2 separate regions of the Mus musculus genome follow, and region 2 is linked to region 1. Evidence: chromatin contacts called from public Hi-C data. All regions are on one chromosome and are shown on one strand. The core of a region is the stretch at or near the end of the contact, and the rest is flanking DNA. Distances in the headings are between cores, read along the strand shown. Region 1 has its middle 20 kb from the start of Uchl1os. Region 2 overlaps Limch1 (LIM and calponin homology domains 1).

What was found. A called contact is a pair of places that touch in the nucleus more often than the background predicts.
Region 2: a Hi-C map of the N1E-115 cell line shows a contact between it and region 1, with 9 times the contacts expected there. The contact joins two enhancer-like sites. A contact is called at or near these places in 8 of 484 Hi-C or Micro-C datasets (the C2C12 cell line, the N1E-115 cell line, embryonic stem cells and 5 more), 2 of 115 datasets of contacts at active chromatin or transcription factors (differentiating embryonic stem cells and stem cell-derived neural progenitor cells) and 2 of 9 other capture datasets (embryonic stem cells and liver).

The regions. Positions count from the first base shown.
Region 1 is chr5:66,692,971-66,699,999 of GRCm38.p6, forward strand. No RefSeq gene overlaps it. Among named protein-coding and RNA genes, the nearest start is that of Uchl1os, 20 kb to the left of the region's middle. Within about 2 kb of position 3,056, at least 2 of the 459 cell types and tissues checked have an H3K27ac peak or open chromatin away from gene starts, as enhancers often do. A contact at or near this core is called in the N1E-115 cell line, where this site is marked.
Region 2 is chr5:66,915,348-66,922,376 of GRCm38.p6, forward strand. The region is part of intron 3 of Limch1 (LIM and calponin homology domains 1); the gene reads left to right. Among named protein-coding and RNA genes, the nearest start is that of Gm52776, 25 kb to the left of the region's middle. Within about 2 kb of position 2,819, at least 44 of the 459 cell types and tissues checked have an H3K27ac peak or open chromatin away from gene starts, as enhancers often do. A contact at or near this core is called in the N1E-115 cell line, where this site is marked.

The DNA of each region.
Region 1 (7,029 bases), core at 1,806-4,305:
TAGGGCATATAAAGTTTGCAAGACCAAGGGGCCTCTCTTCCCAATGATGGCCGACTAGGCCATCTTCTGCTACATATGCAGCTAGAGACACGAGCTCCGGGGGTACTGGTTAGTTCATATTGTTGTTCCTCCTATAGGGTTGCAGATGGGTCTACTTATTTTTATGTTCTCTAAAACCTCAGCGTATCTGGACCACACTCAGTTTCCTGCCCATCTACCGTGTTAGATAATGACCCAGCCGCTAATTTGACACAGTTTTTTTTTTTTCCTCTTCGAATGGTGTGGTCTTTCTAAAGCATTTCTTTGTTTACCTGATTGGTTTTTCAACTGGGGTTATCATCCTCAGGGAGACAGGCATGCTTTTGCTACCGTGAACTCCTTGTGTAATCTGATTGCCTGGTGTCAAGTGTGCACACACACACACACCCAGTTCTGCAGGGTGGGATGGATGTCAGGGCCACCCGTCTCCCACAGGATTGTGCAAGAAGAATACATGTAGGACTTTGTGCATGTGGCCATGTCTTGAGTAACCTTTTCGATGTGACTTAAACTGTTCAAATTGAGAGCTGAGCATAGTGCACACCCTGGTAGTCTGAGGAAGAGCATCCCTTGAGCCTAGGAGTTTGGGGACTAGCCTGAGCAACATAGCTACATCCTGCCCCTCCCTCAAAAGGTAAAGTGTGTATGTGTGTGTATGTGTGTGTGTGTGTGTGTGTGTGCGCACATGCATACACGTGTGTGTGCACCGTGGCATGTTTTTGGAGAACATAGAGCAAACTTCTGAGAGTTAGTTCTCTCTTTCCACTCTGTGGGTTCAGGTCTTTGGGCTAAACAGCAAACACTTTTACTTGCTGAACATCTTGCGGACCCCAAACCAGACCAGGTTCCTTACCAGAATACCTTAAAAAAAACAAAAACCAAAAAAACAAGCCAGGTGTGGTGGCGCACGCCTTTAATCCCAGAATTTGGGAGGCAGAGGCAGGAGGATTTCTGAGTTCGAGGCCAGCCTGGTCTACAAAGTGAGTTCCAGGACAGCCAAGGCTACACAGAGAAACCCTGTCTCGAAAAACCAAAAAGAAAAAAAAAAGAAAAGAAAAAAGAAAAACAAAAAACAAAACAAAAAAACCTCCAAGTTCCTAACTCATAGCTCACAACCCACAATGGTGTCATTTATGGTAAGATGGCACATTCAGTCTCCCGTAAGATGAAGGGTCAAGAGCTATTTGCACTTTTGAGGGTAGAGATTTTTAATTTCTTTTTGAAAAATGATTTGTTGGGGCTGGTGAGATGGCTCAGCAGGTAAGAGCACTGACTGCTCTTCCAAAGGTCCTGAGTTCAAATCCCAGCAACCACATGGTGGCTTACAACCATCCGTAATGAGATCTGATGCCCTCTTCTGGTGAATCTGAAGACAGCTACAGTGTACTTATGTATAATAATAAATCTTTGGGCCGGAGGGAGCAGGAACTTGAGTGAGCAGAGGTCCTAAAATTCAATTGCCAACAACCACATGAAGGTTCACAACCATCTGTACAGCTACAGTGTACTCATATATATAAAATAAATAAATCTTAAAAAAAAGTAAAGAAAAATGATTTTTTTTTTTTATTTATGTGTGTCTGTGTATGCATGCGAGCCCATAGAGACTAGAGGAGAAGATCATGGATGCCGGGGAACTGAACACGGGTTCTCTGCAAGAGCAGCACCTGCTTTTTAACTGCTGAGCTCTCGCCAGCCCTGTTTGGGTTTTGTTCTTTGTTTTGGTTTGTGTTTTAAGTTATAGACAAAAGAAGATTGCCTCAGCCCACGGTTCTGGCTCAAGGTTGAGGGGCTGTGTCCCGTGATGACCTCTGGAGAATTCCGAGGTTACTCGGGGTATTACACGGTGAGCCTGGCCAGTGGTGCTGAGTGTTAACAAGGGAATTGTTTAACTGGAAATCTGAACGATGGGGCCAAAAGCATTTTTAAAACGTGGGCTCGTGGGTTTATTTGCTTTGAGTGAAATGAAAATATCTGTAGTACTTCTCAGCCGTGCTCCGTAAGCTAAGCCAGTTAAACTCTTTAGAGCACAGAAAAGATGAAGAAGGAAGTGATGGGGACAGGGCGAGAAGAGAGAGGAGAGGGCCATGTGATCAAAATACACTCTATATGCATATGAAAATATAATGAGACTCATATATAACTAATAGAACAAAAATGTCTCTAATAGTTTCAGGAAAACCTTCAAATATCTAGCATTCGGATGTTTAAATACAAATTTAGGCTCCCCCCCCCATTGTTTTCTTTTATTGAAAAAAAAAGATGCTGGGTTTGGAGAGATGGCTCAGCAGTTAAGAACATTGACTGCTCTTCTGGAGGCTGGGGTTCAAATCCCAGCACCCACAGGGCAGCTCACAACTGTCTTTAACTCCAGTTCCAGGGGATCCTGATATTCTCACACAGACATACCTGGAGGCAGAACACCGATGTAAATAATATTTTTAAAATTAGGAAAATGATAGATTCTTTTCTCATACACTATATCCTGATTACAGTTTCCCCTCCCTCTACTCCTCCCAGTTCCTCCTCCCCTCCCCCCTCCCCTCCCCCCTCCCCTCCCCCCTCCCCTCCCCTCCCCTCCCCTCGCCTCCGGACCCACTCCCTTTCTGACTCTCATTAGAAAAGAACAGGCTTCTAAGAGACAACAACCAACATGACAAAATGTAATAAGATGAAACAAAAGCTATCATATTGAAGTTGAACACGGCAGCCCCACAGGAGGAAGAGAGTCCCAAGAGCAGGCACATGAGTCACAGGCCCATTCATTCTCATGGTCAGGAATCCCATAAAGATGCTCAGCTGATAGCTAGTGCAGACCACTGTGGGCCCGTGACTGCTGCTTCAGTCTCTGGGAGCCCGTATGCACTTTGATTATGATTCAAAGGGCTTTCTTCTCCTGGTGTCCTCCACCCCCTTTGGCTCTTACATTTTCTGCTTCCTCTTCCACCGGCTCCCCTGAGCTCTGAAGGGAGGGATTTGATGGAGACCTGCATGTTTAGGTGGTCCTAATGAGTACTAGTAATGAGGGGTGCAGAGTCTCAGCTGGTCATCTTTTGTACCCAGGTGAGGCATCCAGTGGCAGGACTAGGTTGTATTCACCTGAATTGCTGGCCAAGGGGGTCCCATGGAAATCCCCAAACACCCCACACTGATGCTGAGACAAAAGGTTGCTCTCTGAAAACTGGCAACAGGGCCACATTGCTGAAGACAACACCCACACAACTCATTGAGCATGGAGAAGCCAAGCTGTGCCCGTGTGGAGTCTTAACCCCTGTGTTCTAGTCTCTCTGGTAAAGGAACACACTCTGCAGGCTACCTAGAGAGAAACATGAACACCATCCCAGCCACAAAACCTTCCACCTACAATCTATCCTGCTGCAGAATATGCTAAGGCAATGGTAGCACAGGACTTGTGGGCATAGCAACCAGCCAGTGTCTGATTGGACCTAAGGCCCACTCCAGAAGAAACCCACACAAAACACTGCTTGGGTAACAGAGAACCAGAGACTAGATAGCTCAGAGACCTAGAATAAAACCAAACAGCTACTGATCACAAACAAACAAGACCTAGAATAAAATCTAACAACTACTGATCACAAACCAACCAACTAACAATTCTAATGATAATCTTCTACAATTATAAATCAGAGCTTTATCCAAGGCTTATCAGAAAGGGTTCCTCTGGCAGCAGATGGTAACAGATTCAGAGACCAGCAACCAGACATTATGCAGGGGTGGGGGGGGGGAGGGGAGAGAGAGAGAGAGAGGGAGAGAGAGAGAGAGAGAGAAGGAGGAGGAGGAGAGAGATGGGAGAGAGGGAGAGAGGAGAGGGGAGAGAGATGAGAGAGAGGGAAAGAGAGGAGAAGGAGAGGGGAGAGAGAAGAGAGATGGGAGAGAAAAGAGGGAGGGAGAGGGAGAGGGAGGGAGAGAGAGAGAGAGAAAGGAGGAGAGGAGAGAGAGATGGGAGAGGGAGGGAGGGATAGAGAGGAGAGGGGAGAGAGATGAGAAAGAGATGAGAGAGAAAGGGAAAGAGAGAGGAGGAGAGGGGAGAGAAGAGAGATGGGAGAGAAAAGAGGGAGGGAGAGGGAGAGGGAGAGGGAGGGAGAGGGAGAGGGAGAGGGAGAGGGAGAGGGAGAGGGAGAGGGAGAGGGAGAGGGAGAGAGAGAGAGAGAGAGAGAGAGAGAGAGAGAGAGAGAATCTTAAGCCTAAATTCTCTGTTTACATCCAAAGTACATTAAATGACTTATTCAAAGCTATGCTCATTATGGCCACAAGGTGGCAGTACAGGAAAACCTATGGCATTTTTGTAGCCAAGCAGAAGTAACCAGGAGGAGCAGTGTGGACACCACCCTCATTTTGCCCAGTGTTTTGGGCTAGATGATCTTGTCTAGATATATTTTAGCCAACATGAACCCTGAGGATTGGATATTTTTGCTGGGCCATTCATAGTTCTGCCAAGTTTTATTATTTTATGGTAAAATCAAAATGAACAATAATAAGTTCAAATCAGAAGTCCATTATACAGAGGGAATGGGGAAGAGGGCTGGGGGGAGGAGGATCAACAGGAATGAAGATACATGAAAACGGTGTAACAAGATGCACTATTCTGTATGTGTTTTAAAAGCTAGCATGATTAATGATTAATAATACTCTGCTGACATTGAATTAGATTTTTATCCCCCAAATGATGGGTTTTACATAATCAATTTTATGAAGAAGTAAAGTATTGTATTCAGATCTGTCTTATTGGGAAATGCTGAAATCACCTGTAGAGTATTAAAGTGTAAGATCTCTGTAGAGCCGAGTGTGATCACACAAGCCTATAATCTCAAAGCCCGGGAGGTGGAAGTCGGATCTGTTGTGAGTGTGAAGCCAGACTGAGTTAATGAGACCCCATCTCAAAACATTTTTTGATAAATTAAATAGGTCTTTAGGGAAGTATTTGCCCCAGCACTACAGCTAGCATTCCCCTCTTTTTCCCTTTCTTTGGCTTTGGCTTTGATTTAAGACTCAGAAACTAAAAGCATTCTTAGGTTCTAAATCCCGTGTCTTATGCCTGACTGGTCTCTGCCCCACCCCACACAGGGATGTGTGGATTTTAGGCTGACTTTGACAGGATTGCAGGCGTGTACCATCACAGCCTGTTTCATATGATGCTGGAAGTGAACCTGGAGCTTCATGCGTGCCAGGCAAGTCCTGTCAATGGAGCTACATCCCTAGCTCTTTCTTCTCTTGTGTGTGAGTGTGTGTACATCTATTTCTGTGTAGTGTGTGTATAGTATATGCATATGTTTATGTATGTGGAGTATATGTAATGGGTACAGTATGTTTATGTGTGCATGTGTGTGTATATATGTGTGTAGTGTGTGTGTATACTTCTATTTGTGTGTAGTGTATATAGTGTTTGTTAGTGTGTTTACATGTGTGTATAACTGTGTGTATATATGTGTGTATGTGTATGTATACTGTATGTAGATAGTATGTTTATGTCTGTATATATGTGTATGTTGCATATAGTATATGTGTGCGTATGTGTGTATTGCATGCATGTGTATAGTGCAAGTATATGTGTGTATAGTGTGTTTATGTGTGTGTATATGTGTGTGTATGTGCCCAGTGTGCCTGTGTGTAGTGTGTGTGTATGGTATATTATGTGTGTGAGTGTGTGTGTGTGTAGTGTATGTATATATGTGTGCATGTGTGTATCTGTGCAGAGGCTTGTGTCACGTGTCTTCCTCACTTCCCACTCTATTTCTGAGGAAGAATCTTACACTGAACTGAGAGCTCCCTGATTTGACAAAACTCACTGGCCAGGAAGCTCCGGGAATCCTCCTGCCTCCACCTCCCCAGTGCTGGGTTTATAAGCATCTCCTACCCTGTCTGTCCTTCAAGACAGATGCTAGGGAACAAACTCGGCGCATGCTTATGTGGCAAACACGTTGCTGACTGAACCACCTGCCCAGCTACTCTGCTTTTATTTAAAATTTGCCCTGATTCATAATCGTACACATTTATGGGGGTAGTATAATGGTTTGGGATATGTGTATATCTTGTAGTGATCCAATGAGGGTCATGAGATTAAAAAACAACAACAACAACAAGCAAAGAAGTTAGTATCTAGAGATTCAAAAGACTGTGCACAGGGTTTTAATCTACAGAACACCCCAGAGGGACTTTGGAAAGCTACATCTAATGTGGCACTCGGGCTTCATCAGGGAGGCTGTCTCCTGCCTAGCCTGGCTCTGAGCACCAAATGCACGTGGGGCCTGCCCCTTGCTACCACAACAAAGAATTTAGTACAAATTTCTGTCGCTGTGGACTACCTAATTTGACTAGAGACTCGTTCCTAAGAAATCTGTGGGAAGCAGAGTCCCACAGTGGTCACTGCACTTCCCAGCCTTCCGTGTACAGACCTGTCGCTGTCCCCGGAACTCAACACTCATATACACAGCACTTTAAGGGATTTTTACACGTATGACAAGGTCCCAATTGAGTTGACCTGAGGGTGTAATGGTTCTGCTCGGCTGGTCTGATACTCCTTGAAAAGGATTAAGCTTTTCCTAGGTGAGGAGTGTCCAGGAGCGAGGGTAGCCCACAGATGACGAGAGCCAGCAATAAGGAATTTGGCTAACAGCCTATCTGAGCCTGTTCTACCCCAGAACCACCAGAAAGGGACCCAGCTCAGCCAACTTCTTCATTTCAGCTTGCAAGACCCTGAGCAGACCCCCAGCCATGCCACACTAGACTCCTGACTGATATTGGGTGCTAAAACATGGGTCGTGGTATTCCGCTTTGCTTTGGGGGTCATCCAGGATGTGGCAACCTAAAACTCATGTGCAAGATGGTGCCACATGTCATGGAAGCATGGGGAACCTCCTCATTGTCCCCCCTAAGCCATCCCCTGCTTCCCTTGTCACTCAGAGCTGGACCAGGAAGACAGCATGTGGCTCGTCCATCTCCTCCCCTCTAGCCCCCCAAGTGTGAGGTGCA
Region 2 (7,029 bases), core at 1,569-4,068, 220 kb after region 1:
AAATTGTGTTTTGAGACCTATAAAAGTGGGGTCATACAAGGGATCCCTGTATATTAGTCAGTGTAGTTAGTACATTAATAAAAACACAGCCGTACTCAACCACGTGCTGAGAATTTACAAGCGTTTGGGTGGGATAATTTGAGAAACTGAGAAAATAAGGCAGTTTTAACTAATGTCCTTTTCTTTCAATAAATAACCCTAAATCAAGCACAGGCACATAAATGGGTTTGTTTTGTTAAAATTTATTCCTCCTGTGCGTGTGAGGGGGAGATCTAGGCGCAGAAGCAAATTAGTTTTAAAGGGGTGGGAACATAGATTAGCGGCGGAATGCCTGCCTAGTATATGTTAGGTCAAGCGCACCCCCAAACACTGAGAGTTTAAGACACCATTAGAAATATAGAATGGCGAGAAACTTTGATTTCCCAGAATTCTTTCCCCACACCACAGAGTTGAAAGGGATCCTTCTGTGAGGGACACAGTGTCCCAAATGTAAACTCCCACATGTGTCTATTCAGTTAGGGTCTTATGGTCAGGCCTCAGTTGTGAGGTTAATTAAAACAGCTTGAGAGCCAACCTAGTACCAATGCAAACTCTTATCTTCCCTGAAGGGTGGCCTGGCCAGTGTGTGCCCCTGCACTGGCCTTGCCCGGCTGGAGCTTCAGGGCACCTCAGGGGTGCCTCCCAGGGTCTGGCTTCAGTTTCCTTAAAGGTTCCAAGCATAGCTGCTACATACACATCAGACCAAATGGAAGTCACCATGAAACACCCCTTGCCTTTAGGAAACCTTTTCACACATTGGTGACAACCCTTGGGCCATTCTACTCTCTTCTAAAAGAGTCTTAAAAAAAAAAAAAAAAGAAACAACCAGTAATTACTTTGTAGAACTTCAAAGCTTGTCTCTCAGGGCTGTAAAAGCAGGGATAAGAAGCACTGGTGTCATATCTCGCAGGCATTCCTTGAAAGCAGGCATGGTATCCTTTGAACCATTGGCCAGGGAAGTGTCCTGGAAACCGATGAGACTTCCTCTCCATCAGAAGTTTATTGGTTCCTTCCCTGGCAGGCTACATTCCTTATTCTTCTCAATGGCCTGCCTGGTTTCATTTCCTGTCCCTTTATCCCAGTCTCCCCACCTCCCTGTGTCACTCCTTCACCTCCCTTCCCTCTTCAGCGATGAGACAAGCCTGACTTGACTGACCACCCTTAGGGTGACCTAGTTCATGTCACCCCTCTGAAGCCCCCTTTGGGTGGGCTCCCATCATCCGGTACAGCTCCCTACAGTACAGTTAGTCACATCCCACTGAAAGATGTGTCTGGGATTTTCCTCTTGAGACAGTAAACTCTATGCAAGTCTGCCTGTTCCTTCAGTGTGTGGCGTGATTATAGCTCATGGGTGATTGGATTACTTTAATGCGGCGAGTAGGCTTCCTGTTGTATGTCAGGGCTGCTCTTGTTAAAATGTGTGGATTTTGCATTTACATACTTGTTTCCATAAACAAGCTGTCACCCTCTGATACTGTGTATTTAGCTAGCTTTATGAACCAGATATAGTTTTGTGTTGTGTTACCCAAGAGGACCTCATCTCTGTGACTTTTTATCTGGTTTGGTAGATTGACTTGGACGGGTGGAGAGGGTTGGGAGAGTGGATAGAGGAGGCAGACTTTGTTTATTTTTTTTTTTAAGAAAATCCTTTAGCAATTGCAGACTGTAATAAAGTGCTCATGCTCCCGTTACTAACAGAGCAATGCTAAGCATGAATGGGAAGTCTAGCTACAAGTGACCCTTCTCGGATACCTACAGCCTCCTTCATTTTTCTTCAGACATTCTTGCAACCTGTGCCCTGTCTCTGAAAGGGCTGTAGGAAGAAGGGTAACTATCCTCTGGATCTCGATCTGCCCTTCTTCTAGAATGCCCTCGTGGAAGGACCACGCTGAAGCCTGTCACTGTCACAGTTGCTGGCCCTCACCTCACCATCATCTCCTTCCTGTCGGTCTACAAAACTCATTAGCTCCATTCTCCCGCTCTCTCCTTTCCTGAGCCTGTCTACATCTCTCCAATTCTTCCCTCTCCATCCTTCTCTCTAAGGCACACTTGTGCATCACAGCTGATTACCTCCTGTCACAGTAACCCTGACTACTTACCATCCTCCCCAGAGTTTAAACCTCTACCCTGAGGCAAAAAAAGATACCCTGCTGCCTCCTACAGGATGATCACATTGCTCATTCCCTGTGTGGCATTACCTTCCCTTGTATGGCCCTTCCCTACAGCTTATGGTCCCCCTGTGTGGCCCTCAGCCCATCCCTTTATCAGGATTCTTCATTTTCTTAAGGACCCATTTTCCTTTAAAGGCCACTCTACCTTCTCAGCCTTCAAGCCGGTGCCATTCCCAATACTCAGCCTTCCAGGGGGTCGCTCCACAGGCCTGTAAATTCTCCCTGAGCCCTCCCCATCACAGACACCTTTTCCTACTGACTGTGTCCGAGCTCCTACCACACATGAGGATTATGTCACTCCTCTGAAGAGCTTTCAAGGCCACACAAGACTGACTGAAGTAAAAGGCACAAGGAAAATCTGAGCCCCATTCTGGTCCAACAGGCTCTGAGGCAAATGCACGTATATGAAGACCCCAGTCCACTCCTTTCTCAATGGAGTTACCTCTCCCAACACTCCATCCTCATGCAGCCCCTTTCTGCTGCCATTCTTAGATTTGAGCACAAATCAATTACGACCCCCTTTTTGTCCCAGGAGTTCAGACCCATGATCCTATCCAAGACATGACGTACATCTATAGAAGGTGCCAGACTCTTCCTGGCCCTGTATTGTCTGATCAAACCTCTCTGGAAAAGAACTAGAAACAGAGCTGTCCAAGCATACGGCAAAGCTCTTTGTGGCTAGTTATTTCTTTCTAGTTCTTTCTCCAGGTTGAAAATGTTATATTTTAAATGTAGTCTTGCTTTGTGTGCTGTGTTGTGGTTGGTGGTGTGTGTTTTTATTTTTTGTTTTTTGTTTTTTCCAGATCTGCATAGAATTCTCTATAGGTAGAAAAATCTAACTCTGTACGGCTGATTGCTTTGTAAATCTTGGTGAGTCAGGGCTTGTTCATAAACAGCGAGGACATTCAGGTTCTGTTCTTTGAGGCCAGCGGTACATGAGTGGAATGCCAAAGAGCTCATTAGAATGTATAGTCATGGCACTCGTGGGAATGGGTCGGAGGAAAAGGCTGTAAATACATCTGGGGCTTCAAGTCTTGTGTGCGTATTTCAAGGAGAAATATGTGCTTGCCATTGCTATATGAAAATTAGTTTATACAAGTTCTTTAAATACCTCTTGATCCTAAGTTCTTATTTCTGGGCATTAAAACAAAATGACAAAAAGAAGAGAAAAAAGAGAAAAAGGAAAACGAGAGAGGGGAGAGACAGAGAGACAGACCAAGAGACAGACAGAGAAACAGAAAGACAGAGACAGATGGGAGGGGGAGAGGGATGCACTATAAATTTCCAACAATGGTAGATTCCGAGTGTCTACCAAGAATTCAATCAACAAGAGACTTAGGGTGAGAAGCTGGGAAAATTACCGAGCACTCCTGTTCTTTATGCCTCCTAATTACACTGTGAAGAAACTGAAGGATGTCACAAGAGCTCGCACTTCAATAAACATTTTCCAGAAATGGCATTTAAGAATCCACAGCCATCTCCCCAGGGGCCTTGAAAACCCCCTCCTGTCTGGAGAGGACTCTGGTGGTGTCCCGCTCCCTGCAACCTCTCCCTCCTTATAGACATCAGGGTTGATTTGTGGCTTGAGATTTGGCTTTACTTTCACTTCTGTTCTGTGACTTCTGAGCCACTTTCCAAAGTAGCCAAAATGACATGAAGTGACAGGCAGAGTCTGGTGGCACCCCTTTTTTGGGGGGCTCTAAAAACCTCTCCTAACTTTGCATATAGTGGGCTTCCTTATGTTCCAGTCCAGACTTTCTGTAAACTTCCTGTAACACTGCCTCGACACCAGTTAAGGAACTGGATGAGAAATTTTGTTTTCTCCTTTTCAAAGTGATGATAAGTCAGACTTTCTAAGTGGTATGTTTGACTCTCCCTGGTCTCTGGTAGCAGTTAAAGAAAGCTAAAAGTGTCCATTAATCAAGTATCTGGAAGTGAAAGGAAAGAGGAACTATCAGGGTGTCTGGTGTTAGCATAACAATTCTGGTGAAAAGCTAAAATAGAAGGGCGGTAATGTTGCTTTATCATAAATTAGCATGGATCCCATCTGCCTGTCCTAAAAGTATAATCCGCACTCTCAGCCAAGTGTGCTGGTCAATAGCAAATAGCAAAATTCCACATTGTTACCTCTTTCGACCTGGGCTAAGGCACGGTCACTTTGGCTGTAGTTATGGGTGAAGAAATGGTTAGTTTGGAAGGTGTAGACAAAGCCTGGGAGTAAATCTGAGTTGCTGTATCCGATTCTGTGGGGCAGATGTATCTCACACACACACACACACACACACACACACACACACACACACAACCACCACCACCACCACCACCACCACCACCACCACCACCACCAGCAGCACCACCACCGCTACCTTATTTGGGCAGATAGCAGGGAATGAGGCCCAGGGAGAGTTGCCTATTCTGCACTATTGATATCAGAAATGATCGATGTTTTTAGAAGGATCTCTAAAATGGAATGAGTTGTGTCATCACGTTGTGTAGGGGGTTATAAAAAGGACTTAGTTTCTCCATTACAGCATTTCTAAACTTATTGTTTTTTTTCCACGTGTGTTACACACATGAGTATACACTCGTGTTCAGGTGTGCAGACCCACGCGTGTGCCTGCGGCGAGCAGAGAACCCTCCTCCACTTTTCTTCACCTGACTTAGTTCTTCTCTCGTCTTAAACTTGACCGGAGTGTGTGTGGGTGTGCACATGTGCATGAGAGTGCACACGGATGAGTGTTCCCATGCTTGTGGGAGCTGGAGGGTGACGTGATGTTGCTCCATGGTCATTGTCTACTTTTGTCTTGTTTTGTGATAAAGATTAGTTTTTATTTTTTAAAGTGTGTGTGTGTGAGAGGGGGGGGTGGTGCCTTTGAGCACATTTCCCTCTTATTTTGTGAGACAGGGTCTCTCACTGAACCTGGAGCTCACTGATTGGCCTGTGAACCCCCGGGGTCTGCCTATCTTCACCATAAGGACTGGGGTCACAGATGCGCGCTTTTTCTATATGTTCTGAGAATCTGAACCCAGGTCATAGTGATTGAGCTGTAATCTCTTTACCCACTGAGCTGTTTTCCCTCAAAACCTAACGAGATTAAACTGAGCGACACTGATTTTAATGAGGATAGATTGTTACATAAAACTTCCAACTTCTGTGCTTAAGTGGGGAAGACTAATCCACTGTGAGTAGTTGGAGGACTGCATTAGATTATTGCTGTGTGGTTCTTAGGACTGTCACCTTCCAGCTCTGTGACAATGTTAGGTCACAGAAGCTTTCTGATCTTTACTGTCCTGGATCTGCAAAGCCTAGTGGCAATGCAGTCAAGGAGCTATTGCATAGAGAAGATATGGCATGTATCAAATGGCTCGCACTAGATGGGCACATAGTAGGCACTCAGCAAACATCACCTAATATCATTGTTATCCTATGTGCCCTATGTAGGTACAATATTCCTTTCCAAGATATCCTGGGAAAAATGCAATTAATTAAATTCTTGCAGCTCGCTTACAAAGTGAAGGGAGCTGTCCCCAGATGTAAGTAACCAGCTGATACGTTTTAATACTTTTCATAGCAACAGGGCAGAATTCAATTAATTACATTGAAAGACACCAGAAAGAAAGATAGCAGCTTTCTTTCTTCCACTGATTTTAGTCTGCATTTTTAAAAATGTTTTCCTGTGTGGGCTGCATATAGGTGTGCATATTTACATATGTGGACGCACACGCGTGCGCGGGTGCACCTGCACATTGGTGTATGTGCATCGTGGGGACCTGAAGTTGATGTTGGAAGTCATTCTCCTTCCACCCTTCTGCTGATTCCATGAGGCAGATCTCTTACTCAAACCCAGAGGGCCCTGATATGGTCTTGCGAGGCAGCTTGCTCAGGACATCTGCTATCTGTGTCTTCGGAAGCTAGAATGACAGTTAGACCCCACAACCACCTGACATTGACATGGGTATCTGGAGACCTGAACCTCATGCCGTTCCAGCAAGGCTTGAACTGATGAGCAATCTTCCCAGTCCTTAATCTGTTTTGTTTACTGAGGAATTTGGGGGAATTTCTAGGGAGCCCAGCACGCAGATGGCTTGAACTGCGCTTTGGAGAACAACATGCCCCTTCCTCGCTGTGTTGGTCCGCTTTTCTCTTGCTGTGCTAAAACACTGAGTGAAACCAAATTGCAGAGCAAAGGGTTCATTTGGCTTACAGGTTGCAATCCATCACTGAGGGGAGCCTAGGAAGGGACTCAAGACTGGAGTCAGGAACTGATGCAGAGACCTTTGAGGGATGTTGCTTACAGGCTAGCTTCCCCTAGCTTGCTCAGCTACCTTTCCTACACAGCTGGAGCTCACTTCCTAGGCATGGTACCACCCACACTGGGAGGAGCCCTCTAACATATTAGCATTTGAGAAAATGCTCACTGACATCCCCCCCAAGGGCCAATCTGATGGTGGCAATTCCTTAATATAGGTTCCCTCCTCCCGGGTATGTCTAGATGTGTTGGGTTGACAAGAAGTAAGGTAACTGCAATGTCCTCTTGCACAGGGAGCTAACACTGTTCGTAGATTCCATGAAGAGCAATGTGCCTGCTTCCCTTCCTGCACAGGAGCTGTGCACAGGAACCACGTGTTACTCCCGGTTGGTATGCACACGTTTCCTCATGTGAAGGAACATCCCGGTCATTACCTCAGCCCTAAGAGGCTTCCATCAGAGGGGAAGACAAAGGCTCCATTTCACTTTGATTGCTTCGGTATTATGGCTTCACCAGTCAGAAAGTTTACAGTCAGGGGGTCCTGTTGAGTCTGAGAAAAATGCTCTGTG